Regions from separate parts of the Rattus norvegicus genome. Here region 1 is linked to region 2. A link is a contact called in public Hi-C data. All regions are on one chromosome and are shown on one strand. The core of a region is the stretch at or near the end of the contact, and the rest is flanking DNA. Distances in the headings are between cores, read along the strand shown. Region 1 holds the start of Utp3 (UTP3, small subunit processome component). Region 2 holds the start of Mob1b (MOB kinase activator 1B).

Region 1 (3,958 bases), core at 1,189-3,688, 150 kb after region 2:
TTGTTGTTGTTTGGGACTGAAACTCAGGTCTGCATGTTTGTAGTACAAGGGCCCCAACTCACTTAATCAGCTCAACCTCGAATTGTATAGCCTCTACATCTGTGACTAGTACAACCGCATCATCTTTTTTACTGTAAGGATGCATATAGTACCTGTAAACTTAAAATTCTCAGCAAATCGAGAATCAGCACAAACAGCAACCACAGCCAATCACCAGCAGAGGGAATATGGGATCTCCATCTTATTTACCATAAAGAGAATTATTAAAAAAAATACAATTGATGTAACTAAGGCATCTTTTCCTTTCTGTCACATTTAACCAAAGCTGCCTTTTACCACAGATGCAATCGACTTTAACATCAAACACACATATACAAATATTCTGCCCCAGGAGTTACAATTATAATTGAAACCTGTTGGTTACTTTTGCATGCTATTTTACAAAACCCATGATTGTCAAAGGTATATTCTTCCCATATGAAAACTTACATAAGTGTCCTAAACTGGGAAAATCTTCTAGGCTAACATTTGCTAAAATATTGGAATACTTCAACACAGTATTTTTTTTTTAACCCTTCAATTATAATTCTTAATAGGACTTTAATGGGCAAATAACATAGTAACCCAGGGCTGGAGACAGCTTATGAGTAGTTATGCACGGGCTCCAGGTTTAAATTCCCAGCACCCAGTACAAAAAACCAACAAAAAACCCAAAGCAACAACCCCATTTCCCTGTTGAAAAATTTTAAACTTAAAAATTAGTTATCACACACAAACAATCACATTACTGCAAAAACACTTTTATTGACCTACGGTAAGTGGCAAAAGCTAGGCCTAAGAGCAACTTTACTTAAGCTTAATGCTCTTTTTAACTCCAGCGCGAATGCCAGAGAGTTCACCACTATACCGCTGTTCTTCTCTACGAACTTCACGAACCTGGCCTCGTCTTCGGATTTTGGCTCTTCGGAACTTTTCCCTATGTTTGACTCTGGGATTTCTATCAATCTTCTTTCTCCTGGGTGTAAGTCCCCTATTTTTGGCGATCTGGTAGGTAATGGCTCGCTTGGCGTTTTGCTCTTCAAGAGCCTGTTCTTCAGCACTATTTTCTTCTTTCTTTCTCTTCAACTCTGGCCTGTCTTCCATTTCCTTGTAGAACTCTAGTGCAGCCTCATCAAACTCAGGCTCTTCAGTCAGGTCAGCGTTAACATCAGTCTGCTTTGCAGACTTTGGCTTGGTCTTGGTTAATTTTGCTTTTGGATTCAGGTCTTTCTTTCCAGCACCCTCCTTGGCTGTGAGTAGGTGACGGATTTCGGAGGACAGTTTCTGATCCACAACTGAGAGCTTGTTGATCAGATTTCTGTAGGTAACAAGCCTTTCTATAACAGGATGTCCATGTGCGGGGACTCTCCTGGCTTTTAAGATCAAATAAAAACTGATGTTGGCGCAATAATTCAAGTAGAGGTTATACTTAGTCTTCAGGTACTGGCTTCCTTTTCCAGGCGGAATGACCCCCTTTTCCACCAACTGTATCAAAGGCTCTAACTCATCCTTCACTTCTGTCAACTTGACTTTGAGGTCTTCTATCAGTTCTAAGAGCTCTGGTGACTCTTTCCTCAACATTTTCAGCTTCTCTTTTACCGAGACTTTAGCCAAATCCTTCACAACCCGAGTCTCAGCTTCGTCTACTTGTGGCACGGGTTTTGCAAAGGCCTCCACCCAAGCGACTCCAAAATCATCCTCTTGCAGGGCTTGGGTTAAGCGCCGCTGAATTACCTGTGCCTCCTCTTCTTCCTCTCTTTCCTCCTCTTCTACTTCTTGCTGACTCTGACGGCCTCGGGATTTGGAACCGTAGTCTGTATCATAATAAAGCCTTTTTCTCTGACCCCAGGACAAGCTGGGATCCACAGAGGCCTCAGCCTCACTCTGTACGGAGCTCCCACCATCATCATCTTCGCCATCCTCCTCCTCCTCGGAACTCTCTCCATCTTCGTCATTTTCATCGTCAATATTTAGAGGTAGCACCTCTTCCTCCTCATCGTCATCCTCCTCCCCACTCTCGACTTCGTTCCAGCCCTTAGCCAGGACTGCCCGAGATCGCGCTTCATGGAACTCATCTACCTGGTCTTGGTAGTAGCTGGAGTCCCCTGGAGAAGGCGGCGACCCTAAATCGTCCTCATTTTCGTCCGTGGCAGTGCGACCAGCCTTGGCCCGCACGGTGGCCCACTGGGCCGCTCCACGCCGCCGTGATCGCTTCACCATGGCTCACCAGCGGTCTCGGGTTCCCCAGCGATGCCGCGATTTCCGCCACTTCTGATGTCCGCGCAGAAACGATTCCAGCAACCGGAGGTTTTCAGCACCACCACGCTCCACGCCACACAAGTTGGTGAATACCGGATCCCAGAGTCTGGGAAAAGCCCATTTCCTTCCGCTCCCAGGGTGCTCTTCGCACAGCGGCGAGCCTGAACTTCCGCTCGCCCTCGGAAGCGTAGTCCCGCTGTGCCTTTCTAAAAGCAGTCGATTCCGGCGAATTAAAACACTTCCGGATAGGAACGGCAGGCTAAGGACCTTCCGTTCCGCCGAGCCTTTTGTGGCGACTTCCGCGCTCTCTCGCGCGAGTTCCGGCGTGGAGTCGAAACCCGTCAGCGTCGCTGCGAGACAGCCTGCGGCCGACAGAGGGCGCTGGGCCTCTACGTCTCCATGCGTCAGCAGGGCGCCCAGTGAGCTACGCTAGACAGTTTCCCAGCTCTCGGTTAGTTTCTTCGGTCCTCCCGAGTGGAAGTTTGGTTGTTTCGTTTTGTTTTTTTGGTCTGTCTTGACTTCTGAAGCCGGGCCTCGCCATGTTGTCCAGGCTAGTCTCAGCCTCCCGGCTTGGTTCTTTTCTCTGTTTCTGTCTGGCGGTTGCTACCGAAACAGCGGGGTTTTTGTCTGGCGGGGTTTCTGGGCCCCGCACGGCGAGTGTGTGCTTTTAGGCGAGCCGAGGGCGGACTTTGGCGGTTTTCTGAGGGCAGCCCCCCATCCCCCGGGAAAAGGAAAAAGACGCGATAGTGTTCTTCTGCTGGAACAGTTTTCGCTTTTCTAGACGTTCTGGAAAACACTGAAGCTGTCAGCGGTGGACCGCCATTAAAGGACAGCCCCCCTCCCCCGCCCGCCGGTATAGAATTGGATGGCAGTACTTAATAATCATTCATTGTTGTGTTCTTCAACATTGGTCAAGCACCAACATGCCTGGCAGCGTGTTAGGCTCTGAGAGAGAAATAATGGCCAAAATAGATGATTTTTCCGTGTTTGGAGACCTTGTGGTCTAGGAGGGCAGAACTAGGAGGGCAGAACTCAGTCAAATGGGAGAAATGACTGCTGGAGCTCACAAGACCATTGTTAGCCAGCGTTCAGTGCTGGGATCCCAGCATAGGCTTTACATATGTTTTGAAAACAAGAGTACGGGCGGGCGAATAGACTCCTTCCATCATGCGGGTCTGAGGGATCGAACTGTTGTCAAGCTTAGTAGACAGCGCCTTTACCAGCTAAGCCATCTCAAATGTGTGTCTTGTTATGTGTCAGCGTCCTTATTTAAAAGGATATACAAAGTCGCGATTATACACACCACATGGGGCCTTGTCTTATAAAATAAGACAGCAATAAGTACAACTATCCAAACAGACACAGGCACGCACGCATGCATAGGCTCGCGCGATCATAAAAGGATTTAAAGACCCGAGGGTGATTTGCCTGCTACTCCCCTCATCGCCACAGTTGACTCCAGGTCCATGTCTCCGTTCTCACTGCTCCCTGGGTGATAGGACAGATTAAAGAAGATAGCCTTCCCAGATGGAGAAGGACAGTCTTTGTTCTTTGGTTGAGGGAATATGGATAGCTATTTGCTACATTCTCCTGCTAGAAACTGTAAAACAAACAAACAAACAAACAAACAAACAAACAAACAAACAAAAACTCTCCAAAA
Region 2 (3,665 bases), core at 1,015-3,514:
TTGCTAGAAAAAGTGTTCCCCAAATAGTACAAACTATCTAAATGATCATATTAGTTATAGCAACAGTCTTACATAACTAATATTCATCAGTTAAAAATGAACTAATCTACCCCATGTCTGCACCTAATATAGCGGCACATAAAAACAGGACACTATTACATTGTATTCAGGAAGCAGCACTGACCCCTTCCCAATCACCCGGTTTCAGCCAAATATGGCCCTCCTACACGTCAGCCATGTTAGCTTCTGAGTTCCAAAAGACACATGCCTGTCAGCACCAACCATCCATGCTGCGATTTTACAGCTTTTACATTCTTGAATACAGAACACTCAGCATGGGAGGCTTGGGTATGCTGACTAAAGGTAAACTATGAGACAGACAACTTACTACATAGGCCACCGGGTTTCTCTCCTCTACTCCTGACAAACTCAGGATCAGCCAGGATAAATTTACTATTGAGTTCAAATGTTGTCAGGCAGGTTGACACAAGCCAGACCCTGTGCCTAGGAGAAAAATGTGTCCAGGGAGAGACTTTTGTCATGTTCAGCTTTGCCCCAAAACCCTAAAAGAAATGGTACCCTAAATATGAACATGTGAAAATAGGGGTGCTACCATGAAATGGCTAAAACTATGGGGGTAGGAAAGAAAATCTGAAGAGAAAGGCATGGCTGAATTGTTTGCTCCACAACAATAAAGTAGCATTTATGAGGTGGATTACAGTCCTGGAGGGTCTGTTTTTATTTTGGTTTTAAATTAGCTTTCCAAGGACCTGGGTGACTCTGAGAAAGCTTTCAAAAGAGTTACTCTTCAGTGTAACCTCAAGGACCTGAAGTTCTAAACCCTTGCTGTCTTATTTGTGTGCCTTGATCCCCACGTTTCCCTCAAACTGGTCTGAAATACATGGTGAGCAGAATGATGCCCAGCATTAACTGCAAGGCTGGAGCATTAACTCACAAACCACTGGAGAACTACAGTTCAGGACCTGAATTAATAATCCTGGGCACATTAATAACCCACGTCCTATCTGGAAGGTAAATGAAAAAATATGACCTCTACAAATCAAGAAAGCATTGCAAGAAGCAGGGTGCTCAAGTCCCAGGCCCTCAAGCAGCCCTGCTTTGAAATCACCTCTATGGAACTTGGCTCTCAGTTTCTCAATCCTAAGACCTGACAAAGATGTTAAAGGGGTCTGAAGTAGCCAGATAAGAACAATCCATCTTCCAGGCTTGAGACTCGGAAAACAGCGATGGGCAGCTGGCACTGAGCCAGAGACCTGGCAAGCGTTGGATGACAGTCAGGAGAGTGGAGGTAATCGTGGAAATACACAGATGTACATACATGTGGGAGGTGAGCTTGCAAACACACACACACTTCTATATCGAGAGAAAGAGACAAAAAGACAGAGACAGAACAAACAGGGCAGAGAAGCGAAAACCAAGCTGGGTAGAGAAATGCAGACAAGAACGCTGGAGTCCATGGCCCAGGTAGCATAGAGGACTGAGAAGCACGGCCCAGACAGCAGCACCAGAAGGATGAGAAGGCAGAGGCCCGACAGCACCAGGAGAACAGGGAGGCAGGGCCCCCTTCAGCACCAGGAGGATGGGGAGGCAGGGCCCACTTCAGCGCCAGAAGGATAGGGAGGCAGGGCACCCCGTCAGAACAGGAGGGCAAGGAGGCAGCACGCTCCCCGCCCCCTGACAGCACCAGGACAGAGAGGCAGGTCCCGGGACAGCATCAGGAGGACAGAGAGGCAGGTCCCGGGACAGCATCAGGAGGACGGGGAGGCAGGGCCGGGCAACACCAGGAGGACGGGGAGGCAGGGCCGGGCAACACCAGGAGGACGGGGAGGCAGGGCCGGGCAACACCAGGACAGAGAGGCAGGGCCGGGCAACATCAGGAAGACTAAAAGGCAGGGCCGGGCAGCACATGGAGGTCGGGGCCTTCGGAGGTCGGGCCCAGGGGGCGGCGGAACAAAGCCGGCGCGACCGGGCTACTTACAACAAGAAGCTCATGTCGGCCGCGGCGTGGGCTGCGGGCTCGGCAGAGCGAAGCTTGGGGCGGCGGGCCTGAATCAGAGGAAAAGCAAGGGCGGGAGGAGGACGCGCGCCGGCGGCGGGGCGGCCGCGACTTCTTCGGCTTCGCTACTTCCAGCGGCCAGCGGACCGGCGGGCGGAAATGGAAGACCTGGATTCGGCTAGCTCGGCGGACTGGAAACCGAGCGGTGGAGGAAGCGCCGCCCGCCGCGTCCTCTCCGCCAGCTCCGCGCCCCCGCGACGAAGTCTCGCGAGAGCGAGCTCCGGTGCCCCGCCCACCTCGGGATCACCTTCGGGTCACCTCGGCCTCCCACGCTGACCCGCCACAGGTTTGCCCAAGCACGTGGCCCGGGGTCGCGGCCCGGCATCCGGAGCTGCTCCACAGTGTTCGGAGCCTAGCGGGGAAGTGGACTCCATTCCAAGACGCCTGGGTCTAGTAGAGAGGGAGGGAGTCGCCATCAAAGAGGACAGCGGAAGGCCCTGGACTTGCTTTCTGTGCTCTGATTTCGGCAAGCATCCCACGAACTGAGCTAGGGAAACTGAGGGAGCCAAGGAGAACTGAGGTCCAGAGTAGCAGGGAGGCTGATTATCCGTGGCCATATGGATTTAACCAGTTGTGGAGTCCCTTCTAAGACCCGATGCACAAAACTTATTATTCAGCCTGGCACTCGGAGGAACTTTAATTCTCACATGCTTAAGAGGCTGAGGGCCAAGCTTTATATTTAGATAAGAATGGTTGGCGGCTCCTGAGATGGTTCAGCCACCAAGCCTGATAGCCTGGAACCCACATAGTAAAGAGAATCAGTTCCCACAAGTTGTCCTCTGATTTCCACACAAATTAAATAAAGTGGTTAGTGCGTGGTAGTGCTTGCCTGAATCGCCACACCTGAGATTGAGTCAGTAGGATCACAAGTTTGAAGTAAGGCAAGACAGCACAGGAAGATTGGCGGGAGTGGAGGTTGCTTGACTTTCTACCACATGACTAGGATAGGACCGCATTAACGATCGACTTAGAAAAATAAGGTTAACTTTTTTAAATATAGGAGACAGTAGTCTTCCTTACTCTCACCTGATAGGAAATTCAATGGAACAATGTGCATATATTAACCCAACTTGAGCTTACGATTCCAAAGAAGATACTTGAAGGCGATACAAATATTAAATGTATCCTATTTCATTGATACACCTGTAGCCTGCTGTGTTGGCTAATTGGTTTTAAAAACCTAAATGCAAGAAACCAGAACCTTATGTTATCTCAGGAACAGCAAATAATAATTCGAAAAGACAGCCTCAAAAGATAACAGAGAACCAGGTAGGTGGCACATGCCTTTGAGCCCAGAACTGGGGAAGCAGAGGTAGGCAGGTCTGTGTGAGTCCAAAGCCAGCCTGGTTTACATATGGAAATCAAAGCCAACCAGAGATACATGGTAAGATGCTGTCTCAAAAAAAAAAAAAAAAAAAAAGACAGCAAAAGGATTTACTATAATAAAAACAATAGGTAGGCCTTGTTTTCAAACCTTCATGTAATAATTCCATAAAGGTCTTCTAAAGGTGAGATTTACCTCACCAGGTTAGAGACCATTTGAGGAAGAATAGTTGAGTCAGAGCCCCATTCTCACCCACTCTTTACT

What was found. A called contact is a pair of places that touch in the nucleus more often than the background predicts.
Region 1: a contact with region 2 is called in a Hi-C map of liver, with 2.7 times the contacts expected there. The contact joins the promoter of Utp3 here to the promoter of Mob1b in region 2. A contact is called at or near these places in 4 of 12 Hi-C or Micro-C datasets (kidney, liver and mammary epithelial cells).

What each region holds. Positions count from the first base shown.
Region 1 is chr14:19,798,982-19,802,939 of GRCr8, forward strand. It overlaps Utp3 (UTP3, small subunit processome component), which reads right to left and starts at 2,439. Exons shown (of 1, transcript NM_001012036.1): 1 at 785-2,439. The coding sequence starts at 2,259. The coding sequence ends at 847.
Region 2 is chr14:19,647,655-19,651,319 of GRCr8, forward strand. Mob1b (MOB kinase activator 1B) reads right to left here and starts at 2,265. Exons shown (of 6, transcript NM_001108357.1): 1 at 2,000-2,265. The coding sequence starts at 2,013.